Linked DNA regions of Anas platyrhynchos: region 1 is linked to region 2. A link is a contact called in public Hi-C data. All regions are on one chromosome and are shown on one strand. The core of a region is the stretch at or near the end of the contact, and the rest is flanking DNA. Distances in the headings are between cores, read along the strand shown.

Region 1 (6,930 bases), core at 1,151-3,650, 120 kb before region 2:
GTTCCTTAATCTTGGTGGCTTCTTTGCAGAGAGGAGCCATTGGCTGCAATGATGAACGAAGAAAAGCTTTAACCTAAGACTGGAAGTCCTGAACCTAGCCCCCCGCCCCCAACCCAAAGCATGCTTTAAATACCGAGCAAAGCACAGCCACTCGCTGTCCTTTCCAACTCCAAGCTTCACAAGCAGAAAAGCAAAGTCTCAGCTGGCAGCCAGCTCATTTAGTGCTCCTTTTTCCTCCTGTTCAGCTAAAAAGCGAAGCACAGCTTGTACCTTCTCTACTGCAGCAAAAAGAGAGCCACAAAAAGAAAAAAAATCAGCATGGCCTTTGTCAGCCTCATTAAAACACTTTCCATTCTCCACCAAAGGGGGGGGAAAGAGGGGGGTTACTTTTTTTTTTTTTTTTTTTTTTTTTAAAGCATACAGGAGCTCCTTGAACTTTCAAGGCCAACAACATATAATTTGCTGTCCTAAAATAAGTCACAAAATAGCAGCCAAATTCCTGGCTACAGCTTCACACACCCCGTGAGGTTGGGCCACAGGTCCCCGCGGCACCACACCTCAGGTAGGGGATGGAGCATGGGGGGAAGAGGAGGAACACGAGAGGAGAAGTGACATTTGTTTATTTACTTCATAGGTAATTTAAAATATGCTAACTTTAAAGTTAATATTGTAATCCACGGAAGAGAAGGAACACAGTGTTCCTCAGTCATTTGGGGAATTTTATGGTGATATTATGCTTTAATTAGACGATGTACTTTGACCAGTTTGTTAAGCATTAATGGACAGGTGGATGGATTCCTCAGAAGCCTTTTCTTGTTCTTAAAATACCTCACTACTAAAGACGCCTATGTGTTTTTTTTTGTGTGTGTGAAAGCTTACCTAGCCTGGCTTGAAGCCTTCTTGCTGATCTGCACAGAATGAGAACACAATACCGACTGCATATATCATAAGAAGTGTTGTGAAACCACAAAATGAACACCACACGTATTCACTGATGGGAAAATACAGCGTAGCGAGGAGGATAAGCTTTACTATAAACTTGACAATGGGAAACAAGAAAGCAAGTTTGAGACTGGGGCCATTCCTTTCCTCCGAGCAGCCAGCCGGTTGTCAACAGCGCATCAAGCGCGCCGCCCGTTCAGTGCTACAGGACACAGACGGGAACGGCTCCGCCACTGCTTCCCGGGGAACACGCCGAGAGCCAATACCCGTAAGGATCTGGAACTGAGTTCAGCCGGACCGCTCCTCCATTTTGTTTAATTTTTCCTTGGGGGGAAACTAGCAAATAGTAGAAAACTGGCAGTAGGCTACCCAGTGTTTGATAGTGAAATCAATTTTTAAATACAAAGTCAGCTGTCATCCAAAATGCAGACTTCAGTTTTGCAAGACCAGAGACTGATGTATCCAAGGAAAACAGACCAGACAAAGCAACATTTCTCAGCCGTATCAATTGTGCTGTCAAAGGCAATAAAATAGCATGCTACTTTGAGGGCTACTACATTGTAATTTGTCATTAAAAACACACACGAAATTTAAAATATTTTTTCCATTTGCATTTCTCAGACTGTGTAATTTAACAGCAATAGATTTTTCATGTTAACAATCACATTAACATATTAACAATTCATCTTAACAATTCTAGATATTTGTAGAACAATGACAGAAGTTTAAAGATTTCAGCATGTGACATGTAAATGTTATTTTAGTCCTCCACATGTTACCACATTCTGGGAAATGCATATAGCAAATAATCCATGATAATGCAGATTATGACCTGTATCTACCTTTCACAGCAATTGAAATGTCTATTTTAATTTGTTGGAACATAAAAAACAAGCCACAAAAATGCTCCTTCATTAATATGTTGACATCTATTCAAAGATGAAGACACTTTCTATTACGGGGTTTTGTTTCTAGAAACATTTTTAACAGAGTGCTTTCTTTTTGTGGAGATTATTTTGACTGCTTGCAAAAGGACTTCATCCTCAGAAGTTATGCAAACTGTATTGACACAACTACATATGCAAATTGAATTCCTCAGAAGAATGGAAAAAAATTGTGGTCTGCGGTTTATCTGGGTTTCGAGTTTATGAAGAAGTATTAAGAGTCTTCTTGTAAGTCATTTTCCAGTGCTTCTGATGCACCTCAATTTGTAGAGGGCTTCCAGCAAGCGTGCACAATACAAAGTTAAAAAAAAAAAATTCTGAAGTCGTACGTTTACTAGGTTGCTATGTAGTCTAGTGTCAGGACTGTGCTGTGCTACTTTTAGTACAAGCATATTAGTCTCTTCCCTAAAAAGCTTTTTATATAACCTATAATTCCACTTCCTACTGCATTCATGAACACAGTATAAACAGCAATCCCACCGAACACACGGATGAAACGAAGAAGGGTTCAAGGCTCCTGGACTGCTCTGTTCCTCAAAACAAGCCGAGGACTGCCTGTCTCACACTGCTGCTGGTGACAAGCGGAACTGGTAACTTTTTTTTTTAAATATAGCTTTCTCAGATTGCAGATATGGAAGGCGGAGAAATGGAGAGGGAGGAAGGACATAGTGAAACTACTGTAGCTGAGAGATGGGTTCAGGTCTGCTGCAGTTACTCCTCAGTTGGTCAGAATCCTGGACCTGTCCAGCCACGTGGGAGTGTCAATGAATCATTTTCTCCCTGTTTTGAACTTCATACACATGATATTCACTGGAGCAAAGACAGACCAAGTCCAGTTACACATTAGTGGTCTCTGCTCTGGGATACTAGCAGCTCTCTTTTTCCCCTCCTCTTCCTGTTTTCCACAAAGTATTTGGAGACGTTTCCATAGTGCTCACCCCACTTTAGTAACAACTGGAAGTGTACGGAGTCTTGCCAGTAGCCAGTAAATATGCAGAAGTAATGTGATGCTACAAAATAGGCAGTGATCTGAAAAAATATGGGTTTTATCTATTTATATCTACTTTATATTTTCTTCGTAGAGTCTTTTCAGAAGATGTGCAGAGGTTTTAAATCAGAATTAGCTGAAGAAACCTCCACCATTTGAGCACCACATACATATGGCAGTAATTAAACAAGACGGAAGAAAAATAAATCAGGTTAATCTTTTGTGAAGCTGACAGATAGTGTGGAATATAAGACTGGCTATTTAATTTCAGGCGTTTGTAATTACATTAAACTTGCCAGAAAAAAAAGCTAACTGCACTGTTTTACAATATTGCAGATTGCATGTACTTGACCTTGTAAATAATTACAGGATGTTCTGAATTACAAAAAAAAAAAAAAACAACGATAAAATATCAAAAGTCAAGTTTGCTGTATGATGTAATTTCACTTTAAAACTCGAACAGCAGAATACTGTTACATTAACCATTTTTATATAGGAGATTTAAGCATGCTTAAAGGAACCTGAAAATCTATCAATTCTGGCAGATATAAATTGTCACGGTGAAACAGCAATTACTAATGCTAAACAGAAAGCATAACACCTTGGTGTTCCTTTAGTGCTCATTTTCCATTGCTTACTTGCTCGTTTCTGCATGAGATCAACAAGTAAATCAAATCTCTACTGCAAAACCAGAATTTGTTAGAGCAGCTTTTATGCTCAAAAAAGAGTTATGTTTTCAACATTTTATAATATGGGTCCAAGTTCAGTATTTTCATATTGCCTAAAAAATAAAATAAAGGGAAAATAGGAGGGATGATCTATTGCAAACCAACATAAAAAACTGTTAAATATTATTAAAAACAAACTAGACTGTCACCATTTTTATTTTATTGAATTTACTCAAATAGATTTCTTACTCGGGAGACTTAAAAGACCATTTCATGTGAGACTGAAGTAATTTTTATAAAGTGTCAGGGACTTTTTAGCTAGACAACTGTCAAGAAGAAAACGTAATGCCTATACACTATTCACTACTTAGAAAGACAAAAAGGTACCTACTTTTTAAGACTGGTTTTGACTACAAAATAGTGACTTCAAACTCACAAAGCAAAAGATCATTGCGTTAGTAAACAAGCTACCAAACAAGCAAGTATAGCACTTGAAGAGAAAATAACTTTTACCTTACCTGATAAAACTCCCGAAGCCAATTCTTCTGTAAGTTTTCTGGCTGAAAAACAAAACAAACAAAAAAAAATAAGAATAAGAGTAATGTATTTTTATAATATTACCCCAGTACTTGTCACTTTCCTCAATGCATTCAAGTGAGTAGTTTTTTCCACAGTTACAGAAAAAAGGGCATTTAAATGTTCCTCCAGGAGCTCTAATGGACAGACTTTTCCTTTTTGATTTCTGAGTCTCCTCAGGTTTTCACTGAGAAGGTGCACATTTTGTGTATGACTTCACTATGTTTGTGTACTTACAAGCTTATCAAGCAATCAAGCCTGTTGATTTAATACTAAATTTTAATATCAAAATATCTGCTTTTAAAGTACATGCTCATTGCCTGGATATCAACAACTTTATACGAACTGCTGATACCCAGTTTCTGCAATTTGAGGACATAGCTTCAAATCAAATTACGTGCATTTAATTCTAACAAACTGGCCCAGAGGCACTACTGTGCTTTTGCAGGATGCTCAGGCACATTAGAGCTCCTGTCAAAGACAAGCTGGGAGAAGAGTACAAGATTGCTACATGAGTTACGAAACCTGAAGAAGCACAAACATAATAAAGCACCAAGTTCTGCGTTTTTCAGAAACATACAGATACAGTTATGAAGGTAGATAGCTGACTTCCACGTGCCAAATACAGAAACAGCCAGGACATTCACTGAGTTCTACTGTCAACAAGATTCGCTAATTTCTGCATCACAGCGGGAACGCAGACCCGAATCAGCCTCTTCTCTTACAGAAATAGCCGGAATGCACAGCGTTTGTTGGAGGCAGCAGAACGTATTACACTGGAAACCAGAGAGATGCCTATAACTGTTACTGAAGGGAGGATGGATGACACCAGCCAGTCAGACGCAAACATACTGGCATGAAAATTCCCATTTTGCTCTGTTCTCCCATCATATGTGCTATTTTCAAATAGTTGAATGCAACTTTAAAATTATTCATTTGTTCTGACTGCCTGTTGAATGAAGTTTCGCTCACAGGTGGCTGAAGAATTGAGTAGCCTCCCCCGTGCTGACCCAAAAAATACTTTTTTTTTTTTTTTTTGAAAGCTGAGGGGGGAAAAAGTGCTACTTTTGTCCCCAGCTCTCCCTTGCCCCCCTTCTGTTGATCACCCCTTGTTGATTCTGGAATTCAGACTTTACTGGTCCAGAAGGCCAAGTTTTTGCCCTGCAGGAGCGATCCTTGTTTCTCGCGATGCCGCCTCAGCATTGCCCGGGAAGCCGCCTGCTGTGCTTGGGCCCTGCGTGCGCGGAGGCTGCGGGGGCAGGCGGCTGAGCGCAGGCACCACGACCAGACCATCGCAGCAGAGGCCTCTGCGCCGCGCCTGAAGCCAACCGGGATGGATCTTGGCCCGCGTTCAGGGACGTCTTAAATTAATAAACATGCAGAACAAAACATCCACGGCTCCCACCCATGCCCTTCCCCTCAGCCGAACAACATCACACAAAGCCAGAATAAGGAAGCTGCAGACGCAAATAAGAACTGTAGGCAACCAAGCAAGGGATAAAATATTCCCTCCAGAAGAATGCTGACTTTTAACTGCTTGTTTCCACAACTTAACCCTTTTTCTACTCATTTTGAACTTAACAAGTCAAGCCAGTGACTAATAGGTAAGAACCGGCACTTTTATAGAAGCAACAAGAAGAAAACAAACCAGGAGCTGCTGTGATTTCAAGCCGGTTTCTAACCTTAAATGATGACGACAGCACGCGATCTACAGGCTTTTAATCAGCCCACGAAACAGCCGTGTATGGGGAACTTGCACACACGCTTTGTATATGATTTGTATATGATCCACACAAAACGGCTCAACTCAAACTATCAAGAAAGCAAGACCTTGGGGATTGTGAAATTTCTAATTAAACATTTTTGGCAGTTATGAAAGCTCGATAAGCAAGTCCTGCATCAGACCACAAGCAGACTTCAACACTGCTGCGTGTTTGTTTTCAAAATGGAAAGTATGGTCTTATTAGGTAATAGGCAATTTTTGTTTAAAAACAAACAGAAAACCAACTAAAAACCACACACTCCTAACTTCTCTTTACTTTATTTATACTAGTCACAAGATGCCTCGGGGACCTACTAAGTTTCAAAAGTAATCCAAAATTGACAGAAAACAGTCATTTGTGAAAGCCCGTTAGAGAATCCCACTTTTATTTACAGCCTGGATTTACAGAAAGGGACTAACCGACAAGTTCTCACAACATCCGAAACACCCCAAACCTGAATTTGGTGTAAACACGCTACAAAGTGCGGGAGTCTCCGCTAAGAGCCTCACCTACTTTGTCTCTCTCTGCTACGCATAAATCTAAACTTATTATTTATCGTGTTTAGAAATTCTAAGTTAAATCAGTTTGCAAATCCGTAAATAACAGAACATGCTCTACAGATTACAGTACCTATATATTTTTTTCTTTTTCTGTAAGTAGAAAGCGCTACCAGTCATGAAATTTAAAGAAAGTTATTCATACTTCAGGATATAAATCAGAATCTCAGAGGATATAAAGCACGATGTTATTTCTGCTTTTAAATGCAACTCTAAGCAGTAGAAGCTCCCCATTTGCTCCATGACTAAGTGCCAATGCTATGAGCTTAAACATCAAGCCCAGTGAGTACATCCAAGGGATGCCAAGGCTGCTGCAGGGCCCTGCAACAGCTCTGCACCTACCTCCCATATGCCAGCCGAGACTGTTGTCATGAAATCAGATCAAATATTGAAAAATTGGCTAGACAAACCGAAGCACAAGCAGAAAAAGCGATCTCTCTGATGAACAACCTGCAGAGGCTCATCACAGAGCAAAGTGACCCAAAGCTAACA
Region 2 (6,925 bases), core at 1,806-4,305:
GACCCCAAGCACACAGCTCTGTCACCCACAAACACGGCTGTGACTTGCCTTGGGCTGCTTTTTGATTTTTCTACTGCATTCCCATCAACCACTTCGCTGTGTGAGAACTGCAATAAGAAGCATCAGCTGAGGTTTCCTCTGTTTTCATCTCTGGCCAGCCTAACTTGACAGAGACCCAAATGTCCTGGGCTGGTGCCTGTGGGGAGAGCACGAGGTGGTGCAACACAGAGGAAATAATATTCATTCCTCAAATCCTGCATTAATCCAAGCTGTCAGCTGCTTCTCTCGCAGCATTTAAACACCAGAGATTACATTACAGAATAGCTGCTTATCATACGTGTCCTAGCCAGCACTCGCTGTGGGTAGCTGCTCCCACAGCACTCACATCAGTGTTCTCCTTACAGCAGGGGGGTGACTGGGACCCCCTGCCTGTGCTCCTCTTTCCTGGCACGAGATGACCACCAGCACCACACAGCCCAGCAGCGGGGGGAGGAGGAACCTGCCTGCCCTGAGGCAGCGGGCAGCTCCTCTCATCCAGGGCAATGGCGTTCCTACAACCCCACCAGTTCCTTCTGCTGAGGAAAATGCTATCCTTTAAATGGGGTAATTTACTAGACTAATGAAAGTGCTATAATTTACATTTGCACCAGGCTGTTTTCCCAGTGAGACTGCCTGTTTCACCTCATTATATGGATCATACCCTTTTGTACACAATTTCTCTAAGAAGATTAGAATAGTCGCAGTACCAGTGCTAAATATAAAAACACATTAAGCTCCTCATATCAAGGATATCCATCAGGACTCCCAAATTAAACCTCTCCGTATCTAATGCCCATTTACAGTGTGACTTCCAAGCTTACTCCCCTTGAACCTAGCAACAAACCAGAGGCAACAAGAGGTGAAGGGGCATCGAAACAACACCATGGACCAGTTACAGAGCTGGGAAAGGAGCCTGTGGGGTAATGTAGCCACAGTCTACAGGTGTTTACACAAGGCATGTGCATCAGATGGCAGAGAGCATTAGCCTTGCATGTGGCATCAAGTGGGCAGGTGCTGAAACCAGCAAAAGTTGAAACAGAAGGCAGAGCCAGCCCTTTGGGTGACTGACCACCCACCCCAGCTGCCCAAAGCATTTCATAAACTCCTTCTTAGAGACATGGCACCCAGACTGCTCATCCTGGAGGGAGAGGCTCTGGCCCAGCACCAGGCATCCTGCTCCGTGCTGGGACTGCGCCCATCCTTACACAGCTCATGCTGGACACGAGTCTGGAGGCAGCGCTCTCCCTCCAGAACAGCAGCTGTGCCTCAAGCCATAGGTGCGGGGATCTGAAACAGGAACAGATCCTTGCAGCTCTGGGAAGAGGACACTTCTTTGCTCTCACACCACACAAGAGATACTGCATTGCAAAACAACTTGATCTCACCAGCCAGGGGCACGCAGCACAGTGATTCACTGCTTGTGCTCAGTGCCGGCAGGACAGGCTGACTTCCTGCCTCTCCACAAACACGGTTCTTCTCAGCACAGATGATGCAGCTCAGCTATAGCCTTGTAAATACCAGGATTTTATATATTTTTTTATTTTATCTGAAGAGCACCTTTGTGGTGCAAATGCTACTGAGCTGCAGTTTCATGGCCAAACTAAAGCCAGATTAGCCTTTATTTTCAACAGTCCTGCAGTCTACCATGTCCTGCTGGTGAACACAAATATTTAGACATTAAATACATTTTCAAAGAGTCTTGTAACCATGGCAGAACCAAAAGAACCCTAAAGAGCACCCAGGTTACCAAACATCAGACAAAAGCAATGCAAAACCTGTTACTCATTGGGGAGCCACTGAATAATCTCCATTTCTGATGGGATCAGTTTGTCACAACAGAATCCACATTGTGCTGCCTTGGTTTCATGCTCATCACGAAGCACAGGACTCGCAATGGTGCCTAGGCAGCACCCCCAATCTCCATCTCGTGAATCGCAGGGTAAATCACAGAAGCCCACTGGAACAGCTTGTTTGCCAGGATGCTTCACTTGAAGCAGAGGTGAGTCACAGCAGCTGACTTTCTAAACTGCTCTGCTACCCAAAATGAGGCCATAATTCACCTGTTTGAATGCACTGATGACAACTTTAAAATGCAAGCCTTGAAAAATAAAACCAGAATGCTGCTCCAGTATTGTTTAAAAACATAATAAATTTGCAAACAAACTTGGCAGAGAGAAGGTAAAATGGGATTTTTTGGCACCTACAGTGCAGCCATTTTAAATTAGGTGACTAAATACCTATAAATTGTCTAATTAGGTCAGCTTCCATTGCAACCTCAGCCTGAAATGCCCCAGCAAATAAGCTTTCTTCAGAGGTCTTTTACACCCTTTGTTCTCATGTAGTCATTCAGGATTATAATTCACTTAATCCACATAATTGACTTGAGTTTTTCTAGAAAATTCTATGACTTCAAACAAATACACTTCTCAGGAATTTAAGTCTATGTATGAAAGGATTTATTCAAAAAAAAAAAAACACAAAACATGAAATCTGTGTAACAGGGCTCCATAATACAGTTGCATAATGACATAAACAGTGGCTCCAACCGGATATTCATATTTGTTTTTCATAAAGCCCTGAAATAACAATTTAACCAAGGAAAAAATGAATTTTGTTAAAATAAGCCTGCCCTTTCACTCGTTCAGGAATTAAAGCAGAGCTGCATGCCAGATCAGGTTTGCCTGCTCAGACATTTCCCACCTCGCCCTCTGCCATCCATCCCTCTGTGCCAGCACAGCTGAACCAGGCACCCTGCGCCCCTCTGCCTGCCTCAGCCCTGCCCAGCTCCCCTCTGCTGCCCCGTTCATCCTGCTGGGAGCACCTCGCTGTCCCCATCCCCGCAGCCTCTGCTCCCAGGGCTGCGCACTGAGCAAGAGCAGGGAGCAGCTCCAGCTGAATTACAAAACCCAGCAATAACCCAGCTTTTTTTTTTTTCCTCCTTCAGGCTGAGTTATTCAAGTGCAACTGGCAGAACAGTTGTATTGTCATGAGTCAAGGGGCAGCGGTGAGCAGCCAAGGACGAGGCGGTGTGGGAGTATTGTAACTGACAGGCTGGCCAAACCAGCATCTGAGAACATAGAGGCTGCGAACTTCTGGTAGCAGATGTCTTTTCCTGTGAATTCCTGAAGCCCCGGGGCTCTCCAGGGGTTGCCTAGGTTCTGCCTACTTCAGCTTGAAAGCTTTTATTTGAAGCCCGCTCCCTGTGAGTGCCGTATCTCAGCTCCCCCATTTAGCTGACATTTTCTGAGTCCAGCAGCCTGCTCGGGCATTACCTGGCCTTCCTGCTCATTACAGTTTCTCCTAGCCCCGTAAGTCGTTCCTTCACACAGCACATTCCTAGTGGAGCAGCCCTGGGGGCAAGACTGTTCCTGCGTGAAGGCTTCACACCTGGGCAGCGCTCCTGTGGGCAGGTCGCTGGCTGCCTCACAGCAAGGCAGAAAGTGAAAATGTATTCATAGCAGAGCCCTGAAGCTTCCCACAGTGACTTCCCACCTCCCCTCCTCAGTGCAGCACGTGGAGGAGTCCCGTGCTGAGAAATCCCCCCGCTGAAGGCGCTGGGCCACAGCCAGTGTCGGTGCTGCAGCTGCTGGGGATGCTCACCAGAGGTGCAGGGACCTGCAGCACCCCTCCATCCCAGGGGCGCTTGAGCAGGACAGCAGTAAGCACAGCACGAAAAGACTTTGGAAAATCCTTTTAAGGGATGGGGAGTTCCAGGCACGCTGGCAGAGCACCCGGCTGCTCCCACGTGAGGAGCTCCCCACAGCCAGCACCAGCCCCGGCCACGCTCAGCTCCTTGGGGCCCAGACACCTGGGGGGACCATGGATGCAGCAGCCACCTCTGTGAACAGCACGGCCACAGAAAAGGGGGAGTGCTGGAGAAAAGGGGGACAGAGGAGCTTTGTGCATAAAAATGAGAAAAGCACCCCCAGCACCTCCGCCTGGGACAGCCCAGGGGCCCTGGGGGCACAGGGAGACAAATGTGTGTGACAGCACCCCTGTCTGGGAGGCAGGCTGCTGGTGCCCCGCGAGGTGGGAGGGTAATGGCATCCTCCCCGAGTGAGACACTAATTGAGCAAAAACTTATTGAAATCAATACTCTGCAGGACATTTCTGCACAGTGATCTGAGCTAATTAACTCTCCCGTGCGGCCTGAAATCCTGCAATGATCGTGAACCTTCCTGCCATGTCCAGCCTCTCACTCCTCTCTTCTCTCGAAACAATGCCTTTGTAAGCTACAGATAAAACAGGAATTAAACGCACCCTGGGGTCACGCTGACACACATATAGAGGCCACTGTAGTGCCTGGACCTGTCTTCCTTCTTACATGGAAAAAAAAACCTATTGAGACCTCCTAACAGAGGGCAGCCACCATTTGTGATTAGTGCCCACATGGGAGAACCTGCTGTGACGAAAGCCCCAGTCACACAAACCCCACTCCCACAGCTGACAAGGCGTGCTTCCCTGGGAAGATGCAGCATATGGGAAAACCATCATTTGACACAGGTATACTGCAAAAAGTGACCATAAGGAATGGAGACTGGGAAACAAGGACAAAGACTCATTTTGCAGTGATGCATTTACCTCCTTGGTGAGGCAGCAGGGTCCAACGTGCCAGGCAATACCCACACATTGCACACACTCAGCTCTGTCCAGCTCAGATTAAAAAAACAAGTTTGCTGCCCCGGGATTTGAGAATGCAAAGCAGCAAGTTCCCAAATGCTAATTTAAGTTTACAAATTTGCAAGAGGCTTGAACAAAGCCAGGAGCCTCAGAGCCAGGAGCACGGAGGAGGATGTTACAGGGCAGGGCAGCCCATGCCCTGGGAGGGAGGTGGCTGTCTGGGTGCCCTGCAAGGGACTGACTCTGGTGCTGGTTTTGTAGTGCTTGACTAGCCACCTTCTGTTCCCTTCTATTTCATCTGCCGCTGCTCTGCAGCTCTGTAGGATTATTGATGACAGCACTGTTTAAAGAGCTTTTGCAGGGCTCATTTCAGTTAGCTAAGTCACCAGGTGTGGGCAAACACTTCAGGGACGGCAGAAGTCACCGCCTTGTCACCTTTGCAATGAATTTCCAAAACGCAAGCAGCACACATAGAGCACCAGCACCCGAAAGCCCCCCTACCACACCACCACCGGGGCAGGTTGAGGCGTTTTGGTTTTGCATAGTGCAAAACACCCCCATGGGAAGCGCAGGACGGCACACGGCAGAACCGGGTAGGCTCACAGCACCAGGTGCCCACGGGCTGCGGGAGCTGACCGCTGCAGGACGAGGGCCCGGCTCCTGCAGGCAGGACCCCCGAGCCCCCCGCACCCCCCGGCCCCCCGATCCGCGCCCCTCGCACCGCCCCGGGCGGGTTTCCCTCGCCGGCAGCGCCCCCTGCAGGCCGCGGGGGGCTCTGGAGCGCGGCCGCAGCCCGCGGCCCCTCGGCGGCTGCCCTGCCCCGGGCGCCCCCAGCCCTGCCCCGGGCGCCCCCAGCCCTGCCCCGGGCGCCCCCAGCCCTGCCCCGGGCGCCCCCAGCCCTGCCCCGGGCGCCCCCAGCCCTGCCCCGGGCGCCCCCAGCCCTGCCCCGGGCGCCCCCAGCCCTGCCCCGGGCGCCCCCAGCCCTGCCTTGAGCCGCTGCTGCCCCGCGGGGAACTGAGGCGCTGCAGGACGCCCTGCGCCCAGGGGACCCCGGTCTGCAGCTCACACAGCAGGGGACAAGCAAAAACTTTGCTCTCCATAGAGTTACACACCTCCATCACCAGCTCTTCTGTCCATCACGAGCTGGTTGATACAAAAAAAAAAAAAAGCCAAACCTACCTGAAACTGCCCACCTGAAAGCAGAGTCTCCCCTGCAGCCTTGAGGGCAGTGCTTGTGGGGCTGCTTTTATGGCCCTCTGGCAAGCTGAGGCCCTTGCTACTGGTTAACGGGGGGCAGCTGTGGGCTAATGGGGGGCAGCTGTGGGCTAATGGGGGGCAGCTGTGGGCTTGGCAGGGGCTGTGCTGTGCAGTGCTGTGCTGTGCAGTACAGTACAGTGCAGTGCAGTTCTGTGCTGTGCTGTGCATGGGTGCCCAGTGAAGGGGATGGGGTCTGCATGCTGCAGAGGTGATGTGGGCACGAGGGAGTCTGCATTTCTTGTCCAACACAGGCACTGAAAAGCCACGTGCTGCTCTAACACATGTTGGTCCTTAATTAGGCCTGCACTTGGGTTTCTGTCACATTTTCTAAACCAAACTTTAAAGCAGGCTTAAAGCAGGCTTTTGCTTATTTTTGCGTAAGATGCTGAAGCGCAGGTACTGCATCTCTCCCAAATGCACTGTGGTTCCTCCGCGAGGATCAGCTCCTCGCCTTTATTGTTTATCTGCTCAAAAACAGATCACCACCTCCTAAAATAGGGCGACTGTTCAATTAGTTCTTAATTGCTATTATTTTTTTCCCTGTCACTCAAACTAATTAGAATTAGATGGAAATGTCTCGCTTGCTCATTTTAATGAGGGTTTTGATTTACGTAACCGGCAGCAGACCCCGGGTGCCCATGTGCGTGCCGTGTTCTGACGCACCCCGAGGCTCCCGCGGGTCTGGCAGCCGCCCGGCTCCCACCGCCTCGCCCACCCACAGCTCCACCGGGGTGGCCGGACCCGACGGGGGCCACCGGCTCTGTGCCCTCACTGTCTGGGCCCCGTGCCCCAGGTGCCAACCCCACAGCCATGTCAGAAGTGCGGGGTGCCCCGCAGAGCTCCCTGCCTGGGGGGACTCCCAGCCCCACCTCTCAGTTCTGCCTCCGTGGGGTGGCGGGGAGGCTGCTAGCTCGCTGCGGGTGTTAGCCCAGAAATGAGACTAAACGTGGAAACTGCACAGGGATGTGAAATCATCTCAATATTCTAAATATGCAAAAGTGGTGCACAG

The links. A called contact is a pair of places that touch in the nucleus more often than the background predicts.
Region 1: a Hi-C map of subcutaneous adipose tissue shows a contact between it and region 2, with 2.8 times the contacts expected there. The contact joins two enhancer-like sites. A contact is called at or near these places in 5 of 8 Hi-C or Micro-C datasets (F1 follicle, liver, skeletal muscle and 1 more).

Annotation. Positions count from the first base shown.
Region 1 is chr6:41,190,666-41,197,595 of IASCAAS_PekinDuck_T2T, reverse strand. INPP5A (inositol polyphosphate-5-phosphatase A) reads right to left here. Exons shown (of 16, transcript XM_072039961.1): 2 at 4,061-4,102. Among named protein-coding and RNA genes, the nearest start is that of INPP5A, 57 kb to the right of the region's middle. Within about 2 kb of position 2,400, at least 3 of the 8 cell types and tissues checked have an H3K27ac peak or open chromatin away from gene starts, as enhancers often do. A contact at or near this core is called in F1 follicle and subcutaneous adipose tissue, where this site is marked.
Region 2 is chr6:41,075,566-41,082,490 of IASCAAS_PekinDuck_T2T, reverse strand. No RefSeq gene overlaps it. Among named protein-coding and RNA genes, the nearest start is that of INPP5A, 58 kb to the left of the region's middle. Within about 2 kb of position 3,055, at least 2 of the 8 cell types and tissues checked have an H3K27ac peak or open chromatin away from gene starts, as enhancers often do. A contact at or near this core is called in F1 follicle and subcutaneous adipose tissue, where this site is marked.